Regions from separate parts of the Callithrix jacchus genome. Here region 1 is linked to region 2. Evidence: chromatin contacts called from public Hi-C data. All regions are on one chromosome and are shown on one strand. Each heading gives the region's core, a stretch centred on a gene start, on an enhancer-like site or on the middle of the called end of the contact. The rest is flanking DNA. Distances are from core to core; before and after follow the strand shown.

Region 1 (4,818 bases), core at 908-3,407, 140 kb after region 2:
TGGGAGCAGAGGGGGCAGCATGGAAACCCAGCGTGGCCTAAGTGTCTGGGTCCTGTCACCCATGAGGAGGCCCCAAGGGATCCCTGGGGGACAGAGGCACTGATCTCCTTGTGGCTGGTAAGGAAGTAGGGCTGAGGCCAGGAACAGGCCAGCAAAATTGTGGGGGCCAGGGAGTGTGACAGCCAAGGACCCTCAGAGCGCTAGCAGCCAAGGACCCTGGGCCATACTCAGGCCTAGGTGAGGGACTGACCTGGGGACTTCTTGAGGTTTCTCTGTTCAGAGCTCAACAGGGAAAACATGGGAGATTCATTGCCCAGCTCAGAATGAGAAAACTCCCTCTTGGAATAGTCTAGAAAGAGGCTTGCATGAGGCCCAGCACCGAGGGGCCATGCTGTCACATGGGCCAAGGCAACTGAGGGGGAGGGGCCTTCCCCATTTCACCGATGCTGTGGCCAGTGACCCGCTCTGACCTGCCCTCCTGACCCAGGGGCCCAGTTCATCTCCATGGGGGGTGGGAGGAGCATTAGCAAAGGAGAGGCCACACACGGTGCCTTTAGCAGTGATGGGAAACCAAGAGCAGGAGAAGCATCCATGCTCAGCCCTGGGCAACTCAGACAGGAAAGGACCCAGCCCGAGGCAGCCATGAGGAGGCAGCCGTGCCAGGGAGGCGCTGTGCAGGCCTCAGTGCTGCTTCTGCCCTCCTTGTCCAACCGCAGTGGGGGAGAGGCAGAGGCAAAGCGGGGACCTGGAAACAAGGCTTCCAAGGTGGGGACAGTTTCCCAGCCCAGCCAGGCAGTGGCTACAGGGGGCCATGTGTGTTTGCCTGTGCCTATGACCGGCCTTAGGCCTAGAGGCAGGGAGCAGACTGGAGTAAAGGTTCTGTCCCTGGGAGGCGGCTGGGCAGGTAGGTGGAGAGCCAGGTTCAGATGGGTGACCCTGGCCTCTGCAGCTGCTGTGACCCTGGCAGAGGGGAGGAGGTGCTGTTGGCAATCAGGAGCAGGATGATGGTAGTGACACAGCTGACCGCTGGGGTGTGACACAGCCCCCAGGCAGCCGTGTGCTCTCAGGGCGAGCTCTGTGTTGAGTTGCCACTGTCGGCAGAGCCCTTGGAGGTGCCAGTAAGAAACCCTGCTGCTCCCTCCTGCTCAGAGGGTTCAGAGCAAGCAACGCAGGGTCACCTGAGGACAGAGCACTGGACAGGATATCAGGGACCCTGGGTCTGGGAGCTTGGGCAAATCCTGCAAGCTCCCTGTGCTCCTGCCAGGCATGAGAACTCTGACTTCTGAGACTTAGGTGGACTAAGAGTGGCAAAGTGCCTGGCAGTCTCCAAATCCAGCCCTGCTACACCATGGATGGGACCTCTGTGGTCACTTCTGTGGCCTCCCAGAGACACCATCTCCCTCTGTCACCTTAGGACCAAAAATCCCCTCCGTGTACACTGGGTATGGGGGGACAGTGAGGGGTGGATGAGGAAGTGCAGAGACCACAGCTGCGCTCTTGTTTCCCTGAAGACTTTGGTGACTCTGGGGCTGGGGTGGTGGCCCTGCTGCAGGATCTGACCTAGCAGCTGTGGGGGCAGGAGCAGTGTTCAGATGTGGGCACACACATTCAGACTTGCAGCAGCAAAGTGGCTTGAGGTCCCAGGAAGCCCAGGCTCATCTCTCGTTTTTGTGCCTGCCTTGGCAACGTCTGTGTGTGAGAGCGTATGTACGTGCAGGAAAGAGAGGGAGAGAAAGAAAGACCTGTGCCTTGCAGAACTTCCTTCTTCCTTGAACACTCAAGTGCCCAAAGCCTAATTGTAAAACCAAAGTAGATGCCTCCTGAAGTCTGTGATGACCCAGCTGGCCCCTACTGAGCTCTGTTCTGGCTCCAAGCCTACGGAGCCAGCTTCCACTGCAACGGCTTGAAAGGGACTCCTGGCCAGGAGCCAGCAAAGCAGCAAACCAAGCTGTTGGGGGCACTGCAGGGACTCCCCCAGGTGGCCAGTCTTCTGTGTGCCGGTGCCACCACTCCTGGGGACCTCGTTTCCAGTTCCTGTTGGGCAGGGGCTGTCACTAGAGAGAGGCTTATGTGTCTCCACCATCAAGCAGCCAGCAAGCCCTAATGACAACACTCTGTAAAGCCACACAGCACAGGCTGGCACCTGGTTCTGCTCGGGGGCTGGGCCACTGCCAGCCTGCAGGCCTGCCCCTACCAGCGGAGCCTGAACTGGGGGAGGGAATGAGGCTTCTGGGCTGACTTTACCCTGAAAAGAGCCTTCTGCACTGTCAGCCCGGCCCCAGCTCCAAGCCAGCCCCCTTTTGCTCCCCACCATAGCCACTGGGCCTCCTTTGGCCAGGTCTGAGGGCCCAAATGTGGCTGCCTGGCCTCTGGGGATTTCCTTTCTTCTGAGCTGGAAGTACAGCAGCTGAACATGCCTGTCTGCAGCAGGGCCCTACCCGCTCCCCTATAGAAAGGCCCTGCCGTGGACTGAGCCTCCCAGCCTAGGAAACCTGGCTCTGGCCTCCCCCGCAGGCCTGTGATGTCTGGCTCCAGAGGCCTCCTCTGGGCTTTTCCATGCCTGTGAACTGGGCCCCATTCATTTCCCTGTGGTTTCATGAGAACGTCCAATGCATTCAGGAGGTTGCAGAGTGCACAGGAGGAGAGGGGTCAGCAAGAGGCCCGAGCTGTGACTGGTGGGCCACCCAGTGGCCACAGCACCCTCTGCTGGAGGCTGGCAGCAGGGTGCACGGCCAGCGGTGGGTGGGGGTTCATCAGTCAGGCAGCTGCACTTCCTCTGGACCCCCACCCCACCCAGGCCAGCTCTGCCTGCGGCTCCCTCTCTCCAGGCCTCCACTTTTCCCTCCCAGGCCCCAGCCCCACCCAGCCTGGCCCGGGACAGAGCTGCCACCAAGATCTTTTCCACGTTCCCTCCCCAGCAGCCTACAGTTCAGTGCTCCACAGACCCCTGCCTTCCGGGCCCGGCCGTTTCCACCACACTACACTCAATTTCTGGCCGCTGGGAACACAGCAGGCCCCACATGAAGGCGGCCGCCACCTGTGCCCCATGGGCTGCCCAGCCATGGAGAAGGGGCCATGCTCGGGCACTCAGCTTCCGAGACAGGCCCAGCAGCTGCCTTCACGGCCTCGGCAGAGCCCAGGGCTCCGGAGCTTACAGAGAGCATGTGCCCAAGTGTGGAAAATTTGGTCTGCAGAAGAAATGAGGCTGAAACTGGCTGGGAGCAATTCTTATCAAAGCCACGTTAGCAGTTTTCAGCAAGAGCTAATTGAACAAGCTCTGTGAGCGGTCTCATTCCATTAGCAGGAGCCTCCCACAGTGTGACAAGGGCCCTGGTGGCTGAGGGCAGAAGAGGCTGTTTCTGTCCCACATTTGGCTTTGGCCTTTGAAAATGGATGCATTTTCAGCTTTGGGCACCGGCCCTGCCCCTCCACCCCGGCTTCCGCCCATTTCCAAAGCCACTCTCTGAGCGTCCTGTGGAGGAAGGGGTGGGTGAGTTCCTCAGCACTTTAGCAGGTGCATGGATCTGAAATGGGACACTTTTGGAGACATGGCCTCCTTGCCAGAGGGTGGCTTTGTGGTGGTGGTGGGGGGGGGGCAGGAGAAACTTCTGGAAGTATTGCTTTTGCTGTGTTTTTTGTCCATGTCCTAGAGTTGGGGCACCCAGGCCTGTCACATCATAGGATGTGTAATAATCAGGTCTTATTTATTCAAGCCAGGCACTTGTACATTGCTTCCCTGTTGTACAGGGGAACAAATTGAGATTCCATGAGGTTAGGAAACTTGAAATCACACAGCGAGTGGTAGGGCTGCCACTCCATGAAAGCCACTGAGGAGAAGCCCCTCGTCTCTTTTCCTCTCCTGATGGCAGGGCCAGGAGAGGTGAAGGACACCCCCACCCCTACCACCTGCCAGACAGGACCTTCCTGGCCACAGATGCCCGGATCCCTGACTGGCAAAACCCAGCCCCAGCCTTTCAGTTGAGCAGAGAAACACTTAGATGTGGTTCCTCGATGGTCAGGGAAGGCAGAGTTCCTCTGAAGCGCAGATGGCTTTACCCCTTTCTCATCTCATTACTTCTGAGTCCTGCCAGGGGGAGAGCTGCCTTTGCCAGCATCATCCTTTAAGATGTGACAGAAACAGGTCCCACCTGAGCCAGCAGGAATGCGGCACCCAGTGGCTGACTCTGCACAGTCCTGATGCTTGCCGGCCACTTGGGGCTAAGGACGCCCTGTCGTAAATACATGAAGAGTCCAAGTTTCAAGTATATTGATGTTGATGCTCTTTCTTTAGAGGGACATTTGTGCACTGTGGAAACCTCTATCTCCCCCAGTGTCACCCTTGCTGTGGGGAGTGTGTACTGTGTGCAGGGGGCTGGTGGCCTTTCCCTGCTGTATGCCACAGCCTGTGAGGGGCTTGCTGAGCCTCACACCTGCCCTTCCTCTCCGCTCCGGGGAGGCCCAGACCCAGGGAAGAGGGGTACTGGGAGTGAGTGCCAAGAAGCTGGGGTCCTGGCCCTGCAGCCACTGTCACAGCACAGCCCTGCCCCAGACCTCCAGAGTTGTGGGGCCCTGGTGGCACAGGCTCCAGAGGCTCGGCCAATGCCAGGCCTGGGACCGAGGCCCCATTTCCGAGGCCTTGGCTGGCTGTTCTGGAAGGTGATGCTGGCTGGCAGCCATTTGCAGCCCCTCCAAGAGCAGTTGTGAGGCAGTCCCTGAGCTCCAGCACCCTGTTCCCAGCAGGGCCCAGTGATCTCATGCCTGTGCCTTGCTGGCACTGGTAGGAGTGGGGTGACACTAGGGCCGGTGCCCATATCAGGG
Region 2 (5,098 bases), core at 1,983-4,482:
GCATATCTTGTGCCCCATCCTGGTTTCTAAATGCCATTGCCACCAGAAGGAATTTGGGCTCCTTAGGGAAGTAGGTGATTATAAGCTTTGGGCAGGGATTGTACGAGGACTTGCCGCAGGGTTACAGGGGCTCACTTGAAAGGGCTCCCACCAGCCTAATTTGGGACAATTTATGTTTCAAAAAGAATGTAGTGGTAATGGATTATAGTGCAGTGAATTTTTTTTTTTTCAAATTAATGAATTTGTAATGATGCTAAAAAAAAAAAAAAAAAACACTGGGGGCAGGAAAAACTTCTTTTACTAGAAGACAGCCAGCAAATGTAGGAGATATTATAGGATTAGCAAACATTTTACAATTTACGAGGCTGTGATTCATTCAGGCAAAAGTCAAGTCATCTGGATGCTAAAACCATTGACCAAAAGGTTTTTTGAGATGGAATCTTGCTCTGTTGCCCAGGCTGGAGTGCAGTGGTGCGCTCTCGACTCACTGCAACCTCCACCTCCCAGGTTCAAGTGATTCTCCTGCCTCAGCTTCCTGAGTAGCTGGTATTACAGGTGCCCACCACTACGCCTGGCTAGTTTTTTGTATTTTTAGTAGAGATGGGGTTTCACCCTGTTTGCCAGACTGGCCTCAAACTTGTGACCTCAGGTGATCTGCCCAGCTCGCCTCCCAAAGTGCTGGAATTACACGTATGAGCCACACTGCACCCAGCCCCACAAGGGTTTTTGAGAACAAGATATTCACATGATCTCTAAGTCTCTTTCCATAGGTTACTTACTATTTACAAAGGGTAAAACATAGCCTTAACATACACAGTTAGTCTAATCTGGCAACCTAACAGTTTGTGCCTTCTGAAGGTATGCACACCATCACCTGTGAAAATTTGAGCCCAAAGCGTTCACCATGAATCTAGTCAAGCCTTTTAACCCAACTTTTCATTTATAGTAAATACAGAGGAGATTAATTTTGTCACATTTGGTTTATTTCTGTGTATCCCTTTCTTCCTCCTTCTGTGAGGAAACAATCTAATAAATCGAGAACATGAGATGCTTTACAAGACAACTGACCTGGACCCTTCAAAATAAAAAAGCATGTCATATTTGAAAAACAAAAGATAGTTGGACAAGAAATAGGCTCAAGAGACATAACTACCAAATACAGTGTGGAAACTTTGATTAGATCCTGGATCAGGAGGAAAACCAAAAGTAAAAGAGACTTTTGGGAACAACCAAAGATGTTTAAATATGGTCTATGAATTCGGTGATATGAAAGTATTAATCTTCTTGGCGGTGGTGTTAGTGTTGTGTTTCTGTAGAAGAATGCCTTTAGTCTTGGACAGTGTTAAAGTATGGAGAGGGAAAGTATTGCCATCTCTGCGACATGCTTCTCAGTAGTTCAGATGTCAGAAATAAACACACAGAACAACCAGCTAGACATTGGAAGGGAGGGATGGAAGGAGGAAAAAGGTAAAGCCAGTATAGCAAAATGTTGAATTTGATGAATCCTGATGAAGGGTATATGGATGTTCATTTTATTATTCTTTGAACTTTCCTGAAAGTTTGACATTCTTCAAATGAAAATTGAGTGGAAGAAAATTAATTTGAATGTATTTTCTGGGTTTAAACCATGGCTTTCTTGACCCATCTCTTGATCTCTGGCTCCCACAGTCCCATACCTGTCCTGTCCTTTGTCCTCTGCTTTAGGATGTCTTTATTTTTAAAATATAAAAAGAGGCATACGGGCTGGGCATGGTGGCTCATGCCTGTAATCCTAGCACTTTGGGAGGTCGAGGCGGAAGGATCATGCGATCAAGAGATCGAGACTATCCTGGTCAACATGGTGAAACTGTCGCTCCTAAAAATACAAAAATTAGCTGGTCATGGTGGTGTGCACCTGTAGTCCCAGCTACTCAGAGGATGAGGCAGGAGGATTGCTTGAACCTGGGAGACAGAGGTTGCAGTGAGCCAAGATCACACCACTGCACTCCAGCGTGGTAACAGAGCGAGACTCCATCTAAAAAACAAAAAATGACAAAAAAAAAAAAAAAAAAAAAGGCATAGAACGATGACAGGTTCATTGGACCAGTGAGTAAAGGGTTGTATTGGGGGGACCATTTCAGTCTGTTTGGATTAAGTTTTGTCACTATCCTTAAAAAAATAAAAGAACTTAATAACCACATTCACTTGGTGTAGAATTTTGCTAAAGCTTGAGTTGACCTTTCTGAGGACCTGAGGTTAGAAACCCCTGGTGAAAAGGATCTGTCCACAGTGCTGCCCATTTCTTTCTGCTGGCCATGTGGCCCCATTAAGTGTCACTTCACCACTGAGTACAATGAGGCTGGGGAGGTGGAGGCAAATGGACTAAGGTCACTTTCTGCTCTAAACAGATTATAGACTTTTCCTGTTCTGAAAAATTTGTGATTTGCGTTCGCTTACTTTGTGTGAGTAGAAGTGAGTGAAAGAGTATTATGATATTTGCAACTACCATCAAAAAAAAGAAAAGGCACAGCCCCACTGAAACAAGGGGACAACCCAGGTTTGAATGATTATTCCGGCTCCATGAAATGGAGGCTAAGATGAATTCAGCATCTGATTGTTCTGAAATGTCCAGTACCCATCTAGTTGGGCTCTCTACAGTGGTACACTTGGGAACACATCCTGGTGGGTAAAGGATCCAGCTCTTCAGTTGTTTATCCTTCTACGATTTACATAAAATTTGCTGATTTCTATATAACCTGTGATGCCATCTGATCTAAGAAAGTGTTGGACTAAAAGTTTTATTCTTTATCCACTTAAGGTTATTTCTTAATTTTTTTTTCCATTTCTTTTCACCCATTCTTCATCATTGACCCAGATCCTCTTCCCCAGAATTGCTTGCTAGCAAGGAGACAGACCCAGAGTCACGGACAGTGGAGGGCCGCTATAAATTTTGTTAATCTGGAAATGGTCCCTGAACCACAGTTTGTAAAACACTATTTTATGAGAAAAGAAGATGGGATGAAGACAGAAAAGGACACTCTTGGAAACAATAACACTGTGGTGTGACCACAGGATTGAATGCCAAGAAGTCATGAGTTCTAATCTTAAATGTATTTCCCAAGACACAGTGGCAAAATTGAATGGAAAAGTGCTCCACAAGAGCCCTTTGGTCATTTTTTGATTCATCTGTCCATCAGCTATTCATTGTATATGTGCCGTCAATGTGTTGGAAGGGATGTAAAGACAGGCCAATATCATTATCAGACACGATACTGGTTTCCAGCCTGTCATAGAGATAAGACATGTCCATAAGTGGCCACCAATATGTCAGAGACAGTGGCTGTTGCCATCAGAGAGGGGCAGTTTGCTGGCATGGGTAGGGTGGGTGGAGAGAGGTGGTTTCCATTCTGTGGGGCCATGAGGGCTTACTGGAAAAAAGATGGCATTGCAGCCAGGCCTTTAACTGCAAGGTAGGTCTTAGACATTGGAGATTGGTAGAGTAAGTAACCCAGTATAGGAACAGCACAAACAACGTTTCAGAGAGTAGAGGGTATAGAGGAGAGTTTAGCACACGAGGGACAGATGGGGAGCATGCAATCTAACTGGAAAAGTACAGGTTGGGTCTGGGTCATGAAGGGCTTTAAATCTTAAGCTGACTTTCTATTTTTCTCGGTAAGGAGTTGATGAAGGTTTTTGACCAATGCATGCTTTAGGATGCTTAATCTGGCAGCATCTGCAACCTTGGGGAGAGCAGTTTCTGTGATGTGGTAGGGGCCACGGCCAAAATCCAGCGAGGTGAATAATGACAGAGTGGTGAGTAAATGTTGCTGTGGTGACGAGGCAGCTTCTTCCAGCTTAAAGGAGGTAGAGATATTAACACCTTGAGGAACCTGAGAGTGCAGGCTCAGAGGAAGAGTGTGAGTGACAAAGGAACAGAAATTACTTCTATGCTTTTGTTATTTCCTAGGGTTCTTGGTGAGGTCTTAAGGGATTATAGAAGGCTTTTGCTTACTCTTCATGTGTTCATTCCCAGACCAATGGCTTTGGGTTATACAGTCTTAGAAGTTTTCTTTCTCTTTAAAAAGTTCTCCTAAGCCCCTTGGTCACGTGCCTTCAGAAATTTTGGTTACATAACTTTGCTCTGAGTTGGAATTCTGCAGCCTCATGAACTGGAGTCTCATTCTTTCCCTCCCCCACCTGGTACTTTATTTTCTGTGGGTCAGGGTTAGCTTCTTTCTAACCATTGTTGCGGAACTCTTTAAATATTTGGTCTCACAGGTTCTAAAAGCTGGCAGGCCAGGCTGCTCCCTGCAGGTTGTGAGACCACAGCCTTCCAGAAAAGGAGCCAGTAAAATCCCAAGCATGTTAACAGAGTGTGACAGCTGCATGGTGCACCGCCCCACTCACCCTCAACCCTGCCCCACAGGGCTGGGCTCCCAAGTGCTGAGGCCAGCAGCTCCTAGCCACTGCGGCTTCAAGCAGGAGCCCTCATGCAGCACATCGTGGCAGATTCCTAATTGCGGTGATGACAACAGATTAAATCACTGGCTCTCAGCACTGAGGACTGGGGTTTGTCAGGGTCACTCACCATTCCTTTGCTTCTCCCAATTTTCCACAGTGAGAGAGCAAGCTTGGATTCTGCCGCTACAGTACAAATGCCTTCTGAAAGCCCTCTGAGTTTGACTGCCTAGAGGTTCATTCCCTGGGTAGTCTAGGCTGCTGCTTTCTTTCTTGCAGCATCCCCTCAACACATGATTCTCTAATGTTGTAATCCCTCAATATGCATATGTATGTAGTAATACTCTGCTTTTATCCGAAAATCTTTTAAGGCAATTTACAGACATATATAATACAATAAATTTGTTGTTGTTATTGTTTGTTTTTTGAGACAGGGTCTTGCTCTGTTACCTAGGCTAGAATGCAGTAGTGTGATCTCAGATTATTGCAACTTCTGCTTCCCAGACTCAAGCAATTCTCCTTCTACTACTAACTGGAAGTAATAGTAGACTACTCCTACTTCTCAGGAGTAGTCTCCGAAGTAGCTGGGACTACATGTTCATGCCACCACACCAGCTAATTTTTGTATTTGTTGTAGAAACAGGGTTTCACCGTATTGCCC

The links. Hi-C and Micro-C count contacts between places; a contact is called where the count stands out from the background.
Region 1: a Hi-C map of skeletal muscle shows a contact between it and region 2, with 5 times the contacts expected there. The contact joins two enhancer-like sites. A contact is called at or near these places in 2 of 3 Hi-C or Micro-C datasets (induced pluripotent stem cells and skeletal muscle).

Annotation. Positions count from the first base shown.
Region 1 is chr6:153,733,639-153,738,456 of calJac240_pri, forward strand. The region is part of intron 14 of DIS3L2 (DIS3 like 3'-5' exoribonuclease 2); the gene reads left to right. Among named protein-coding and RNA genes, the nearest start is that of ALPP, 37 kb to the right of the region's middle. Within about 2 kb of position 2,158, at least 7 of the 16 cell types and tissues checked have an H3K27ac peak or open chromatin away from gene starts, as enhancers often do. A contact at or near this core is called in skeletal muscle, where this site is marked.
Region 2 is chr6:153,594,894-153,599,991 of calJac240_pri, forward strand. The region is part of intron 9 of DIS3L2 (DIS3 like 3'-5' exoribonuclease 2); the gene reads left to right. Among named protein-coding and RNA genes, the nearest start is that of ALPP, 180 kb to the right of the region's middle. Within about 2 kb of position 3,233, at least 2 of the 16 cell types and tissues checked have an H3K27ac peak or open chromatin away from gene starts, as enhancers often do. A contact at or near this core is called in skeletal muscle, where this site is marked.